Linked DNA regions of Sus scrofa: region 2 is linked to region 1. The links are chromatin contacts, called in public Hi-C maps. All regions are on one chromosome and are shown on one strand. The core of a region is the stretch at or near the end of the contact, and the rest is flanking DNA. Distances in the headings are between cores, read along the strand shown. Region 1 overlaps FAM129B (niban-like protein 1). Region 2 holds the start of FAM129B (niban-like protein 1).

Region 1 (6,990 bases), core at 2,897-5,396:
ACGAGTCCTGGTCACCACACCAGGTTGCCTCTGGTCGCTGTGATGGTCGGACTCCTCTTGCTCTCTCCCCCTCCTCCCCTTCTCCCTCCCCTACCTCCCCCCTGCCTTGAGGAGGCAACACTGAATGGAGCCCTGGAGCCAGAGTTGGAGATGGGGTTTGGGCTTGGCCCCCCTCGTAACCCCCAGGGACCATCTCTCTTGCCCCCTCCTCAGGCTTATGAGCGGCAGGTCCCACCCCGAGCTGTCATCAACAGTGCGGGCTACAAAATCCTCACCTCTGTGGACCAGTACCTGGAGCTCGTTGGCAACTCCTTACCAGGTAAAGGACCACCCATCTCATGCCGAAGTGCCCGGGGATCTGGCCAGGGAAAGGGCGCCCCTGGTCCTGGAACTCCAGGCTCCACGTCTGCGGAAGGACCACTTGGGCCTGGAGCTGGCGGCAGGTGCCCAGCGAAACCTGCACCTCCAAGGGGAGGCCACAGGGTAGATCAGAGGGCTGTCCCCCTGGAGTCCTGCGATCACAGCTGTTTAGGCAGATCTCCCTCTGTCCACTCCTTTCCCCGGGGCCCTGGGAGAAGGTGATCCAGGTGCCTGCTTTGTAAACTGCCAGGTCAACCCTGCATTTACGAGGAGCCCTCCCAGCTCTCCTACCCCACCTGATCTGAGACTCCCAGAAGCCTTTGCAGGATCACATCCGCCCTTCAGACCAGCCCAGGGAGACCGAGGAGGCGGGGCGGCAGCTTGTACCCCTTGTGCGAGACTTGGTTGAGGGCTCAGCTGGGATCTGGCTTTCCTGGATTCCAGCCTCTGCACTGAGAGGGCTGACCTCGGGGTGCTGTGTAGACCCCACAGGATGCTGTGGGTGCTGAGCCCAGCACAGGGACCCAGAGCCAGGCCCCAAAGAAGAACTGCCATTGTCCTGCTATTAACAGTCACAGCCCAGGACCACTTATCTCGCTGGATCGCAAATATCCGTGCAGACAAAACAGAGACCCCCCCCCCCTTTTATTTACTTTCTATCCCCCACCCCCCCCTTGCCTCCCTCCCTGCCTGGACATTTAAGTCACACTTTGGCCTCCGCAGCTGACATTTGAAGGGAAACCCAAGAAGATAATGCTCGGCCTTTGACCCTGAGGGTCCTGACCCTGTGTTATTTGTGCCTCATGCGCGGAGGTAGAACCTGACCCCAGGGAGAGCGATGCTTTACCGGCTGTAAGAAGTGATGCGGGGGAGCCTGACATTCCTTCATCCAGGCTGTGGACGAGAAAGGAGGAAGCAGCCTCCCCACTGACTTGCTGGTCCCCCTAGGACAGGACAGCCCTCCCTGGGCCTGAGCCTGCCCCTCAGAGAGAGGCAAGGGGTCCGCTGCTGGGCGTGCGGCGGCGGAGGGAAGCCACAGAGGGCGGCCGCTCAGCAGATGCTGTCTCCACAGGGACCACGTCAAAATCGGGCAACACCCCGATCCTCAAGTGCCCCACGCAGTTCCCGCTCATCCTCTGGCATCCCTCTGCCCGTCACTACTACTTCTGCATGATGACAGAAGCCGAGCAGGACAAGTGGCAGGCTGTCCTGCAGGACTGCGTCCGGCACTGCAACAACGGTGAGCGGGGCGTGTGGTTCCCGGATTATGCACTCAAGGGTGACACCTAGTGGCTGCGTGTGGGGTGGCCCCCCTGCTCTATGAGCTGTTCCCATTTTCCTTCTGGGCAAAGAAAACTTCCCTTTCTTCCTTGATGGAAACTGTTCTGGGATACTCAGGAAAAAAATTGGGGGAACTTATTTTCAGAGGGATGTGGTTGTTACATTCTGATTCTGCCGCTTTCTAGCAGCATGACCTTAGGAGGCCAGCTTACCTCTTGGAGCCGCTGTAAAACGGGTTAATAACCTCTCCTGTGTCTAAGAGGGCTTGGGAGGATTCACAGTGAGAATCCAGTCAATGCATGCCAAAGATTTTCTTATGGTATTGTTTCTCTTCTTACCACCAACCTGTACAGTAGTCTAGAAAGTTCCTTTCCTCCCTCGGGGCCTCATTGTTCTCGTCTGTAAAGTGAGGTCCCTTCCACCTCACTCATTCATTCAATGAACTTTTTTAAAATGATTTTTATTTTTCCATTATAGCTGGTTTATAGTGTTCTGTCAATTTTCTATGGTACAGCAAAGTGACCCAGTCACATATACACATATACGTTCTTTTTCTCACATTATCCTCCATCATGCTCCATCACAAGTGACTAGATATAGTTCCCAGTGCTACACAGCAGGATCTCTTTGCTTATTCACTCCAAAGGCAATAGTTTGCATCTGTCAACCCCAGACTCCCAGTCCATCCCACTCCCTCCCCCTTGGCAACCACCAGTCTGTTCTCCAAGTCCGTGAGTTTCTTTTCTGTGGAAAAGTTCATTTGTGTCATATATTAGATTCCAGATATAAGTGATCTCATGTGGTGTTTGCCTTTCTCTTTCTGACTTATTTCACTTAGTATGAGAGTCTCTAGTTCCATCCATGTTGTTGCAAATGGCATTATTTTGTTTTTATGGCTGAGTAGTATTCCACTGTGTAGTATGTACCACAGCTTCTTCATCCATTCATCTGTCAGTGGACATAACGGTTGTTTCCATGTCTTGGCTGTTGCCAGTAGTGCTGCAGTGAACATACGGGTGCATGTGTCTTTTTCCAGGAAAGTGTGGTCTGGATATATGCCCCAGAGTGGGACTGCTGGGTTGTATGGTGGTTCTATGTTTAGTTTTCTGAGGTCCTCCATACTGTTTTTCGTAGTGGTCATTCAACAAACATTTTAACGTCTACTCAGAGCCAGGCCCAGGTCTGGGCACGGAGGATGCACAAAGACAGCAAGACACGGTTCTTGCTCCCACGCTGCTGCTGGCCGCCTGGTGGGGAAAACACATGTTAAACAGATGAGGACACCAGGGGGTGACGAGTCACCACTGTCCTGGGGGCTGGGCGATGAGTCCCTCAGAGCCTGGAGGGCGTGCGTGTCCTGGGTGGCTGGTCCTGTGTGTGGGGAGGGGTTGATCAGGCCGCTTTCCTTGAGGAGGCAGAGGTGGAGGCGGCGTTCAGCTGAGACCTGGAGGATGAATAGTCCTAGAGCCGAGGCAGGGGTGTTCCAGACAGAGGGCCCCCGGGTGGGAGCAGTTTAGAGGAGGAAATGCCATGAAGTGGGGAGGGGGTGACCGGAAATGGGGCTGGGGGGGCCCTGGGGTCAGCTCCGGAGGGCCCTGGAGGGCCCTGGAGGGCTCTAAGGAGTTTGATCAAAAAGGATTGTCTCAGTGGGAGGGTGGGGCACTGGGGTCTTTCTGCCCTTGAGGGAGGAACAGTTCTGTCCTGGCTGAACTTCCTTCCTGGTGACTTGGCCTCGGGGCAGCAGAGAGAGGCAGCCACCTCCCCCCCCCCCCCCCCCCCCGCCCCAGCCCCTGTCTCCATGCCTGGCAAGGCTCCCCACCGTGGTGGGCAGACACTGTGGGCACCCACGCCTGGAGGCGTGCCACACGGTAACGTGGCTCACCCCACCTGTCCCCCTCCACTCTCTAGGGTCGCCTCTGCCCCGATGGAACCTGCCAGGCGGGAGGAGCCCGGTCTTCAGTCAGGCCAACCCCTGCTGCCCACAAAGAGCCTCCTGTTCCCAGGTCCCCAGGGGCTGAGGGGCCAGGGCTGGGCTGAGGCCATTTGGGCTCAAGCTGCCTGTCCTGGGGTACCCTCCCTTCCCCCTCCTCCTCCCCTCCCCTCCTCCCCCTCCCTCCTCTTTTTCCCCCCTCCTTCTCCCCTCCTCCTCCCCTCCCTCTTTTCTCTTTTCTGGCCCAGCTCCACCCTTTCCAGGTTTCCAAGGCTAATGAGTGACCCCAGGCCAGGAGGGTGGGATGGGGACAGACCAGGTGGGAGAGAGCCACCTTTGGGTGCCCCATGGAGGGTCAGGCATGACAAACTTTGCGGGATTACTGAGAGGAATGAATGAGCTGATTCGGGAGTGCTCCTGGCCCTGTGCCTGGCACAGAGCAGGCGCTCAGCTGGAGGCCGTGGGTGTGGGCGCTGCGGGCAGGAGGGGAGGCCAGGGAGGGCTGCTGGGATGGGGAAAGGGGGCGTCCTGTGGCAGGAAGGTTTGAGAGGAGCCTCTTCCTCCGCCCTGAGGACTGTGGGAAAGTCCTCTGCTTCCTCGGAGGCTGGGCCTGGAATCTGGAGCCTGGAATTGCTCACTCTGGGGGCTGCCAGGAAGTGGGGGGGGGGTGGGGTGGGGAAGAAGGCCAAGCTGGGTGGACGCCAGTTGGTCCAGGGCTCCCCTCGCATCCTGCATTCCCGGAGCAGCTGGGGGTGGCGAGCTGAGCCCTCCGGGTGGGCCCGGGGTGCAGAGGTCACGGCCCCTTCCTGTCTGACCGCCGCCCCCTCTGCCTGCTGCCCAGGACTGAGGAATGCAGTTCCTTTCTCACCGCGACCCCGAGGACCCCACAGGCAGGAAGTCTCTCGGACTCGCTTGAGTCGGCTGCTCCCGGGTTCGGGCCCTGGAGCTGCCATTCCCTGGCCGCGTGCCAGTGACTTTGCCTCGTCGTCGGGAGCAGCGGGGCTGAGGACAGCAGCCCCTCGCAGAGCCCTTTTGAGAAGCAGAGAAAAGGATGTGTGTGGGGGTCTCAGCCAGGGCTGGGCTCCTAGTCTCCTCGGGCTGCCGTTAAAAGGACCACGGACCGGGTGGCTTAAACCACAGAGGTTTATTTTAGCGCAGCTCTGGAGGCTGGAAGCCCACAACTGAGGTGTGTGCAGGTTCCTTTTCCTCCGGGGCCTCCCGCCTCCCCCCTCCCCGGGCTGGCGGGCAGCCACCTCTCCCTGCCTCACCCAGGACCCTCGCGTGCGCCCCTCCGTGTCTGGATTTCTTCGTCTCATGGGGACACCCGTCAGAGTGGATTGGGGACCAGGCCGGGCCCCTTCTTTGAACGTACTTGCCTCTTCAAGTCTCTGTCTCCAGACCCGGTCACGTTCTGAGGTCCTGGGGTGGGGACATCAGCACAGGAGGTGGCAGCACACAGCTCGCTCCCTGACAGCCAGGCCCAGGCAGACAGGGGCGGCACATCGGTGGCCTCCTTCCTGCGGCCCAGCCCCTGCCTCGCCTTCTGCCACCGGGGAGGCGGCCCCTGGCCGGCCCCCCTGGCCTGCTGTCCGCAGCATGTCAATGCCTTGATGCGGGGGTTGCAGGTACCGCACAGCCTGAGGTTTCCCAGCGAAACCCAGTCTGGGGGAGACACTGCCCCTCCTTAAGCCCGAGGGGGTTCCTCCCCTGCCCAGCTGGGACACCCTGCTCTGCCCCGTCACGCCCTCCTCATCGCAGGTCCCTGAGACACAGGGCGAGACACCCTTGACGCCCCCACCCCAGCCAGGGAGCTGCCCAGCAGGCGCGGGGCTGAGCTCCCTTCCAGCCCGACAGGCAGTGGTTCCTGCGCTCGGCCGGGTGGGGAAGGGCGAGGGGGTCCTCCCCAGGCCGGAGAGGGGCTTTTTCTCTGTGGGGGTGACTCAGCTCTGGTCACCACAGTGGGAGCCGGGGTAACGGAGGCACAGGCTGCTGTTCCCCTGCCCTTGGCTCCAGGGACACAGCGGTCGGAGGCACGCAGCCAGGGCGGCCGCCCGCTGCCCAGCTCTGAGTGTTTAACCACGTTCTTCCCGAAGTAGGATTTCCCAACTTCCTGCAGCCAGTCTGGAGGTCCACGCCCTCGTGCATCGGCCCGGCCCCCTCACTGGGGCGGGGGTGGTGGGCAAACTCACCTGGGCCACCACCGCCACCAGTGAGGACAAAAGTAGAGAGATGGTAGTTTAAGGCCCTGGATGCACAGCGGCGAGCAAGGCAGACCAAGGGCTGCGGGGGCCGTTCGGCGCCGTGGGTCACTCAGTCTGTGCGCCGCGGTGCCCGCCGGGGCCGGCGGCTCCTGGGCCCTGGCCTTGCAGTTTATACCGTGGTCCCTGGAGCCACACAGTGGGTGTGAGGGGCCAGGCTGGTCTTTGTTCCCACTGTTCAGGAAGGAAAACTGAGGCCCCGTGGGTTCAGTGATCTGCAACAAGGCCTGGCAAACTGTGGCCAGTGAACCAAATGGAGCCAGGGCCAGCTTGATTGGCTCATTCGCTCACACCGTGTGGCCGTTCTCCGGCTGTGACAGCAGGTTGAGTAGCCAGGACGATCGTCTGGCCTGCAGAGCTGAGAAGGTTTCCCGTCGGGCCCCCTGATGGAAGGAGAGCCTCTGGGGGCCTCTGGTACCCTCTCCGCCATGCTGGCTGGGGTGGCTTCTAGTCCTGGCTCTGCCACTTGCTGCCCGGGCCCCTCAGCAGTGGCCTGACCGTGGAGCTTGTTTCTTCATCTGGAAAAGCCAAGTAAATGACAGTGTCCACGTCTGGGGTGGCTGGGAGGATTTAAGCAGATAAGGAGCATGTGAAGGAGGTGGACGTGCTGCTGGTGGTGGGTTATTATCACTCTTACTGTCATTGCAATTACTCTTGTCACTGTCGCTACGAGAGCAGTGTGGGCAGTTTGGAGCAGTCAACGCGTTGGTCTTGGTGGCAGCCACCAAGGCATCCTGCCAACCTCCTCTCTCCATCCCCCTCCTGGGCAGGGATCCCCGAGGACTCCAAGGTGGAGGGCCCCGCGTTCACGGACGCCATCCGCATGTACCGCCAGTCGAAGGAGCTGTACGGCACCTGGGAGATGCTGTGTGGGAACGAGGTGCAGGTGAGGCTGGGGCTGGGGGGCGGGGGAGGCTGCGGAAGGCAGCCCAGGGCCTGGGTGGGGGTTGGGGGTGGCACCGAGCACACAGGCCAGGCTCTGGTGCCCTCGCTACAGGTTTGGACAAAACTGAGGCATCAAGCCCAGATTCAGACGGGTGGAGGCTAAGGTGGGTCACGCAGGGGGACTACTTGTTATTTTGTTCAGGCATTAACTGAGCACCTACTCTGACCTAGGTGCTAGGGTTTCACTGTAAGAGGGATGCAGCCCCAGCCCTCAGG
Region 2 (6,990 bases), core at 1,339-3,838, 46 kb before region 1:
CACTGAGCGAGGCCAGGGATGGGGGTCCGCATGGATCCTAATCAGGTTCATTACTGCTGAGCCACAGCGGGAACTCCTTGTTTTTCATTTTTAAATCAATTTTATTGAAGTAGAATTACATACAACCAAATGCATCCCTTTTCAGTTGTTTTGATGAGTTTTGACAAATACGTACTCCTGTATAACCATCAAGGCAAAGACCATTTCTGGAGTTCCCGTCGTGGCTCAGTGGCTTATGAATCCAACTAGGAACCATGAGGTTGCAGGTTCGATCCCTGGCCTTGCTCTGTGGGTCGAGGATCTGGCGTTGCCAGAGCTGTGGTGTAGGTCACAGATACGGCTTGGATTTGGTGTTGCTGTGGCTCTGCTGTGGGTGGACGGCTGCAGCTCCGATTAGATCCCTAGCCTGGGAACTTCCCATATGCCGCAGCTGTGGCCCTAGAAAAAGCCAAAAAAAAAAAAAAAAAAAAAATTTCTGGCCACCCTGAATGTTCCCTCCTGATGTTTTTGGCAGTCAATTCCCCTCCACTCTGCTACACTTTTTTTTGTGAGCGAATTGAACCAATCTTGAATTAGAGGGGATTGGCCCCAAGGGTCTAGGGGGAGTTATTTACATGCCTTGGCTTGTACAGAATCAATCACCCTCTAGTTTACACTCCCTTTCCACTTTCACAATTTCATTTGCCTCATATGGGAGCTCAGAAGAGCTAGGCAGTGACATGTGACAGAGGGTCTTCAAGGACAAAAGGCAGCATCTCTAGGCTAGGAGCCTGGCACGCTGGGAAGTCTGTGGGTGCTCCAGGCTCACTGGCCTGTGTGCACCATGGAGGCTGGTAAAAGGCTCGCTTGTGGCCCCACCTCCAACCTAACTGGCCCAGGACTCCAGATCAGCTGACGAAACACCCTGGGGTGTCCAGATGCCAGCTAGTTCCAGCATTCTACCTCCCAGGGCAGAGCAAGACGTTCCGGTCCCTATAGCTTGGGCCATGAGAAAAAGGGAATGAGGCTAGCAGCATCACCTGCTTCTGGTGGCTCAAAGAGAACCTGGCCTCTAGCTGGGTACTGCCTTGGCCTTGCTGTGTGACCCTGGCAAGTCACTTTCCCTCTCTGGGCCTCAGTTTCTGTCTCTGTAGAAGGAAACCAGTAATCTCTGCTAGCATGACTTCAAAGACTGTGCCTCTGCCTGGGGTTTTCCCTGGAATGCTGTTCCTCTATATCTGCTGTCAAAATTCTGGTTTTTCCAACTTGTAGTTCTGGTACTACTCCTGTAATTTTCTTCAAAACAGAATGTTCTGTTCCTTCCTCAAGCTTCTCTATGCTCTTGAGGGCAGGGACCGTGATGAATAATAGAATGGTGCGTTCCGTCCATGGAGAGGACACATCCTGTGCCAGGTGCTGGGCTAAGTCCCTCTGTTATCTCATTTAATCCTCATGACAAAGCATCGTTATTTTCAGGTGACGGACGAGGAAACTGAGGTTCACAATAACGCCACTTGTCTTGGGTCACAGAGCAGGTAGGGCAGCTTGCATCCTCTCTTTGCATCCCTAGCATCTTGCAGAGGGCCTGGCAAGCAGGTGTTTATCATTGAAGGCATGGAGGGTGCCTGTATCACTTTCGTCAACTTCAAACCTACCTGCTGTGGCGTTGACAGGCCCAAAGCTCCTGTGCTTCAATGTTAATGTTTATTGCCATCGTTTTCTGCCTACGTCACAGCTACAGTAAGAGCCGTCCAATTACAGGGTGGGGCACACAGAGAAGGGGTGAGTAGTCACCCCCTGGGGTTTGCAAGCACAAACCGACTGACCCTGGGGAGGCAGTACAGGAGGTCTGAGCATCAGCAGCCAAGGACGGCCTCTGCCACCCCAGTCCATGATTTGGGGATCCCAAGGGTTACCCTGTCTTCCTGGGGGATTGGGAGGGTAGCGTTGAAACGCATTCCCCTGGTACCCACGACCCAATCAAGCCCAGCCCCGCAGGCTCTGTACTCAAAGTCCATGCTGGTCGGTGAGCTTGGAAGCTGAGTCTTTCACAAACCGTAAAGTGCTATTGTTTTTTCCATTGCCGACTTGCCCTGTCCCATATGCTAAGCTTGAGGAACGTCTGCCAGGCTCTGGGACCTCGGGTGCCTTTGGGGTGGAGCCCTCCCTGCCACCTCCCCTTTCCCTGTACTATTGTGCAAGACAGGCACACCTTCAAGGGCAGGTCGGATCAAGGCCAGGGAACTTCCTGAGAGCGGGCGGCGGCGGGCGAGGCTGGGGGCAGGGGAGCCCGGTGCGGGGAGCAGGGGCTGGAGCCCTGGCCCTAGGCGTCGCCTACCGGTCCTCTCCATTCTCCTCGGCCCGATCTCTTCCCGTGCGGGTGGGGGAGAGTGTGACACTCAGGCTGGACACCCCCAGGCGCCCCCGTTCTTTCAAATGCCCCCACCAGCCCCATCTCTTTCTGGGTTTCGGTTAGGGTTCAGCGTGTCTCGCTCTGCGTCACTCCTCGGGCTGCCTTTCTCCGACCTTCCCTTTGTCTCTGTCTTGCAGGCGGTCCCGGCATCCCCGGCCCCCTGCCCCGCCCGCTCGCCCGCCCGCCACCAAGGAGGGGGCGGGGCTCGGATCGGGGGGCGGGGCCTGGTGGGGCGGGGCGGGGCGCAGCGGGGCTGTTGAGCCGCTGGCTGGGGCGCGAGGCGGAGGCGGCCCGGGAACCGACGCTGCGGGAACGGACCTGCAGGAACCGGAGCGCGCGAGGAGTGGAGGCCGCAGTCACGGGCGGCGGGAGAGGCGGGAGCTGGGCGGGCCGGCTCCATGGCGCCAGCGGCGTCCGTCTGAGCAGCGCGGGTAGCGGCAGGCGGTGGCCGGATCCGGCCGCGGTTCTTCTTCACCATGGGGGACGTGCTGTCCACGCACCTGGACGACGCCCGGCGCCAGCACATCGCAGGTGAGTCTCGCGCCGCGCCGCGCACTTGGTGGGTCCGGCCGGGCGTCCTCGGCCACGCCCCCATCCCGGCCAGCCGGCTGGGGTCTCCTGGGAGTCTGGCTCCGGGCAGGGGCGGGAGTGACTGTTGTCCAAGCCTGTTTCTTCTACGTCTGAGCGCCCTTCCCCCTCCTGGGGGGGTCGCACACCTTCCCCACCCTTGGAGCTCATCAGATCCTCCAGTGCACTACCCGAATCAAGCGATGGAAGGGGTCGCAGCCCCCTTCACCTTGGGTATCCCTGCCCGGAAGCGGTCCAGGCCCACTTGGCCAGCGTGTCCTGACCTTCCCTAGCAGTCCCGGTCCTCCGCAGGCCCCGGCCCCAGCCCCGGTACACGTGGCCAAGGCTTCCAGGGGCTTGGCTCATCAAGGCCTGAGACTGAGCCTGGGGAGTGGGCCTGGGCGGGGTGGGTGGGACCCCCTGTCCTCTGGCTCCAGCCCAGTAGGGTGCTGCTTCTGCTGGCAGCTAGTTCAGGGGCTGGTCGAGGCCAGAGCCCAGCCTCCTCAGCCCTCTCCTTCAGCCACTCCTGCTCCCAGCCGGGCACAGAGGCCCCTTCTGAGAAGGGCAGCTGCCCCCTCCCCACTCCCAGGGACTGCAGCAGGGTCCTGGGTTCGTTCTCTCCCAATGCCCTGGGAAACGGAGAGAGAGGGTTTCACTCAGTTCTGGGTGAGGCCGCCTGGGTGGAACCTCAGCATGTTACCCAGCCATGGTAGCTTGGATAGGTCTCTTGATGTCCAGCCCCTGTTTCCTCCTCTTCAAACTGGGGTGAATCCCTTCCCTCCTGGTTAAAAGACTTAATTAAGTGAGCTAATAATTCACAGAGCTTGCTTAGCACAGGTCCTCCTTATTAAGAGACTTAGGTGAGCTAATTTGCAGGCCCTGGTGCACTGGCCCATGCAGGAATGGGGCCTGGCAGCCTCCGGAAAGAGGAGGCTTTCGTCTTTGCTAAATTTGCACTTCCCTGTCCGGTGGACTCAGAGCCCTGTGTCCACCTACTTATCATGATGTGTCCTGCAGTCCCGCAGAGTTTCAGCAGCTGTCTTCTGCCCACTCATACCCCTTGAGAACAGGAACCAGAGGTCCCTAAACACTGGGTTCCCACGCTGGCTAGGCACGAAGGAGGTGCTGGGGAAGGTTTATCCTGGGACCGTGGTCCTGGGCCCCGGTCTGAGAGCCCCCTTTGTGCCAGGCCTGGGGCTGGGCCCAGGCCCAGGCGTGAGGGTGATGGAGAAATGAGTCAGACCCTCTCCAGCATCAGACCAGCAGGGGGTTAAGTCCTGGAACACTGGCTTGTAGGATCAGCCTGGACTCTGGGAGGAGGAAGGCCGGGGCGGAGTCTTCCTGTCCCCTCCCTGTCGGTGGCAGCCTCCTGGGGCTCTGTAACAGTCCATCCATTCACGACCTCCTGTCGGGGCCCCTCACTCCTCCTGGGTGGGGTGCGCGGCGCCTTCTTCAGTGGGGTTTTTCCTGCCCCCACACCCAGCTCTGGCTCTCCCCCTCTTCCCGCCTCCTGGGCTGAGAGCTGCCATTTTACAGGGGAGGAGACTGAGGCCACAAAAGGTGAAGTGTCCTCTCCTGGACAGGGTTGGGTTTGTTTTGTGGATGCCAGGCTGGGTGGGAGAGGGCGGTGCTGGCTCAGGGCCTGCTGGCCTTTTTCTTCTCAACACTTCAGGGCTATTAATAACCCTCTTCAAATGCCTCAAATTCCTGGTCCAGGCTCACCTGAGGGGGCTCCTGCAGTATGGGGTGGGGTGACACGGGAGGAAGCCATCAAGCCTCCAGCCCTCCGGAGGAAATTGGAGGGGTGTGAGGGCGTGCCTTTGCCACCTCCAGTGATCCAGGCGCCCTCCTCACCCCACCCACGGAACAGCCCGAGCCACCAAGCAGCTGAACTTTCAGGCAGGACAGTTAAAATTCCAGAGTCCTCTCGACCCAGAGCTGCCCCAGCAGAGAAGTCGGCCCTTAGACCATCCCTGCCTGGGCTCTGAGCTGTTAGGGTTCAATGCTTGGCCTGGGTGGCTCCTGGAGCTTTGCTCCCGCCCCCAGCAGGTGAGCAGGTGAGTGCCAGGCTGCAAGTCCTGGCAGGGGTCAGGCGCGCTCCTGCCCATGGCGCTGTTTTGCTGTCACGGCGCCTTTCATCCTGGGATTTCAAAGCCCCTGGCAAGCAGAGACTTGTGCTCACACCAGCGGCCCCGTGGGGCTGGTGGCGGGATGATTCTCTCCTGCGCCAAGGAAGAGGCCTGGCCTCCGGCAGCCACTTACACTTTCTGGGTCTCAGTTTCCCTAGCTGTCACCCAAGGCACACGCTCCCTGATGCCCGACGTTCTTTCAGCTTCTGAGGGCCTAACAGTCCCCAATTTTCCCTAGTTATTATTCAGATTTGTGCCAGTTTAGGGTCCCATCCTTGACACCACAGCATGTCAGCAGGCATGACCTGGGGCCAGCATCTGAATCTCTGTTTTCTTACCTGTAAAATGGGAGTGAGATAACGCGAGTTAAGGCACTTGGCCCAGTGCTGGGGCATAGTCGGTATGTCACAAACAGTTGTCATTATTGTAGAGATTGTCCTTACTCGCTGTCATTGAGAGGGGCCGGGCATTTGGAGAGGGAAGGGAGCAGTTGTAACTGCGGTTTCGGTCCTATTTCTCCGAGGCTTGTCCAGTCCCTGGGCTCAGGTGGATGCTGGTTTCCCCGGATTCGAGAACCCACCTGGGTTTTTCGAACCCTCGATTACCTTCTGCGCTGGCGATTGTGTGAGATGGATGTGGGCTATCTGGAGTGGGTCCAGAGGGCCCTGATGGGGGACCCCTGTGGGGGCGGGGAATCAGGCCAACTCACACCTTCTACCTGGCACAGAGGCCAGGACAAGGACAAGAGGAGAAGTGTCTGGTGGCCCATGTCAGTGCACATGGTTTGAGCCACATAAACCCAGAGGGAGCAAGTGAGGGCGTGAGATCACTGTTGCTCAGGGTGTGCAAGTCAGGGGCTGGGTGCTGTGCCCTTGGCAGGAAACGTGACCCTGCCTGGGGCAGGGGCGGGCGTGGTGGGACTCTGCCTCAAGGACAGCCTTGAAGAACTCAGTGGTTGCTCCAGAAAGTGTGTTGACCAGGATGAAATTGTGGGGGCCCGAGGAACTCCCCCCTCAACACACATACACAGAGTGCCCTAAGCTTTATGACCTGGGAGGGCTGGTGCCAAAGTTTGCCAGGGCCTGGGCTCTTCCCTTCTGCCAGCCTCCCCTTTCCCTTTGCTAATTCTTTTTTTTAAATAGCAGCTTTATTGAAACATCATTCACCTGCCAACCAGTTCAACCCACTTCAAGTGTCCCCTTGGATGGCTTTTTGTGTATTTGCAGAGTTGTGCAACCATGCCCACAATCAATTTTAGAACATCTCGTCACCCATAAAGGAAACTCTCTACCCACCCAGGAGCAGTCACCCCCCGCTTCTCCCGATCCTTCCCTACTCTAGACAACCGCTGCTCATGTTGTTGATTGCAAAAGAAAGGCACACACCAGCAGTTTGGGAGTGTAAAATAAGAAATGAAAGCTCGTCCATCTTCCCTCCCTTCAATCCCACTCCCCAGAAGAAATCACTCCAGATTGGTGTGTCACTCTTTCCAAACGTCCATTTCTTCCTCCCTTCCTTCCTTTCTCTCTCTCTCTTTCTTTCTTGTCTCTTTTTGTCTTTTTAGGGCCACACCCACGACATATGGAGGTTCCCAGGCTAGGGGTCCGATCGGAGCTGTAGCCGCCAGCCTACGCCAGAGCCACAACCACACCAGATCTGAGCAGCCTCTGCGACCTACACCACAGCTCATGGCAACACCAGATCCTTAATCCACGGAGCAGGGCCAGGGATCAAATCCGCATCCTCATGGATGCTAGTCGGGTTCGTTAACCACTGCGCCACCGCGGGAACTCCTCCAAACAAACATTTCTGTGTACATACACATTTAGCTCTGTTTATAAAAAGGGGTCGCATGGTGGGTTCCTGTGGTTTGACTTTTTTTCACTCTGTGTATCATGAATA

The links. A called contact is a pair of places that touch in the nucleus more often than the background predicts.
Region 2: a Hi-C map of retroperitoneal adipose tissue shows a contact between it and region 1, with 2.7 times the contacts expected there. The contact joins the promoter of FAM129B here to the enhancer-like site in region 1. A contact is called at or near these places in 3 of 5 promoter capture datasets (fetal liver, fetal skeletal muscle and liver), 26 of 47 Hi-C or Micro-C datasets (adipose tissue, alveolar macrophages, blood and 15 more) and 2 of 2 datasets of contacts at active chromatin or transcription factors (alveolar macrophages and skeletal muscle).

What each region holds. Positions count from the first base shown.
Region 1 is chr1:268,017,312-268,024,301 of Sscrofa11.1, reverse strand. It overlaps FAM129B (niban-like protein 1), which reads left to right. Exons shown (of 14, transcript XM_021069245.1): 4 at 214-319; 5 at 1,433-1,600; 6 at 6,600-6,715. Among named protein-coding and RNA genes, the nearest start is that of FAM129B, 45 kb to the left of the region's middle. Within about 2 kb of position 4,146, at least 15 of the 83 cell types and tissues checked have an H3K27ac peak or open chromatin away from gene starts, as enhancers often do. A contact at or near this core is called in adipose tissue, embryonic fibroblasts, fetal liver and 3 more, where this site is marked.
Region 2 is chr1:268,061,620-268,068,609 of Sscrofa11.1, reverse strand. It overlaps FAM129B (niban-like protein 1), which reads left to right and starts at 2,588. Exons shown (of 14, transcript XM_021069245.1): 1 at 2,588-2,923. The coding sequence starts at 2,869.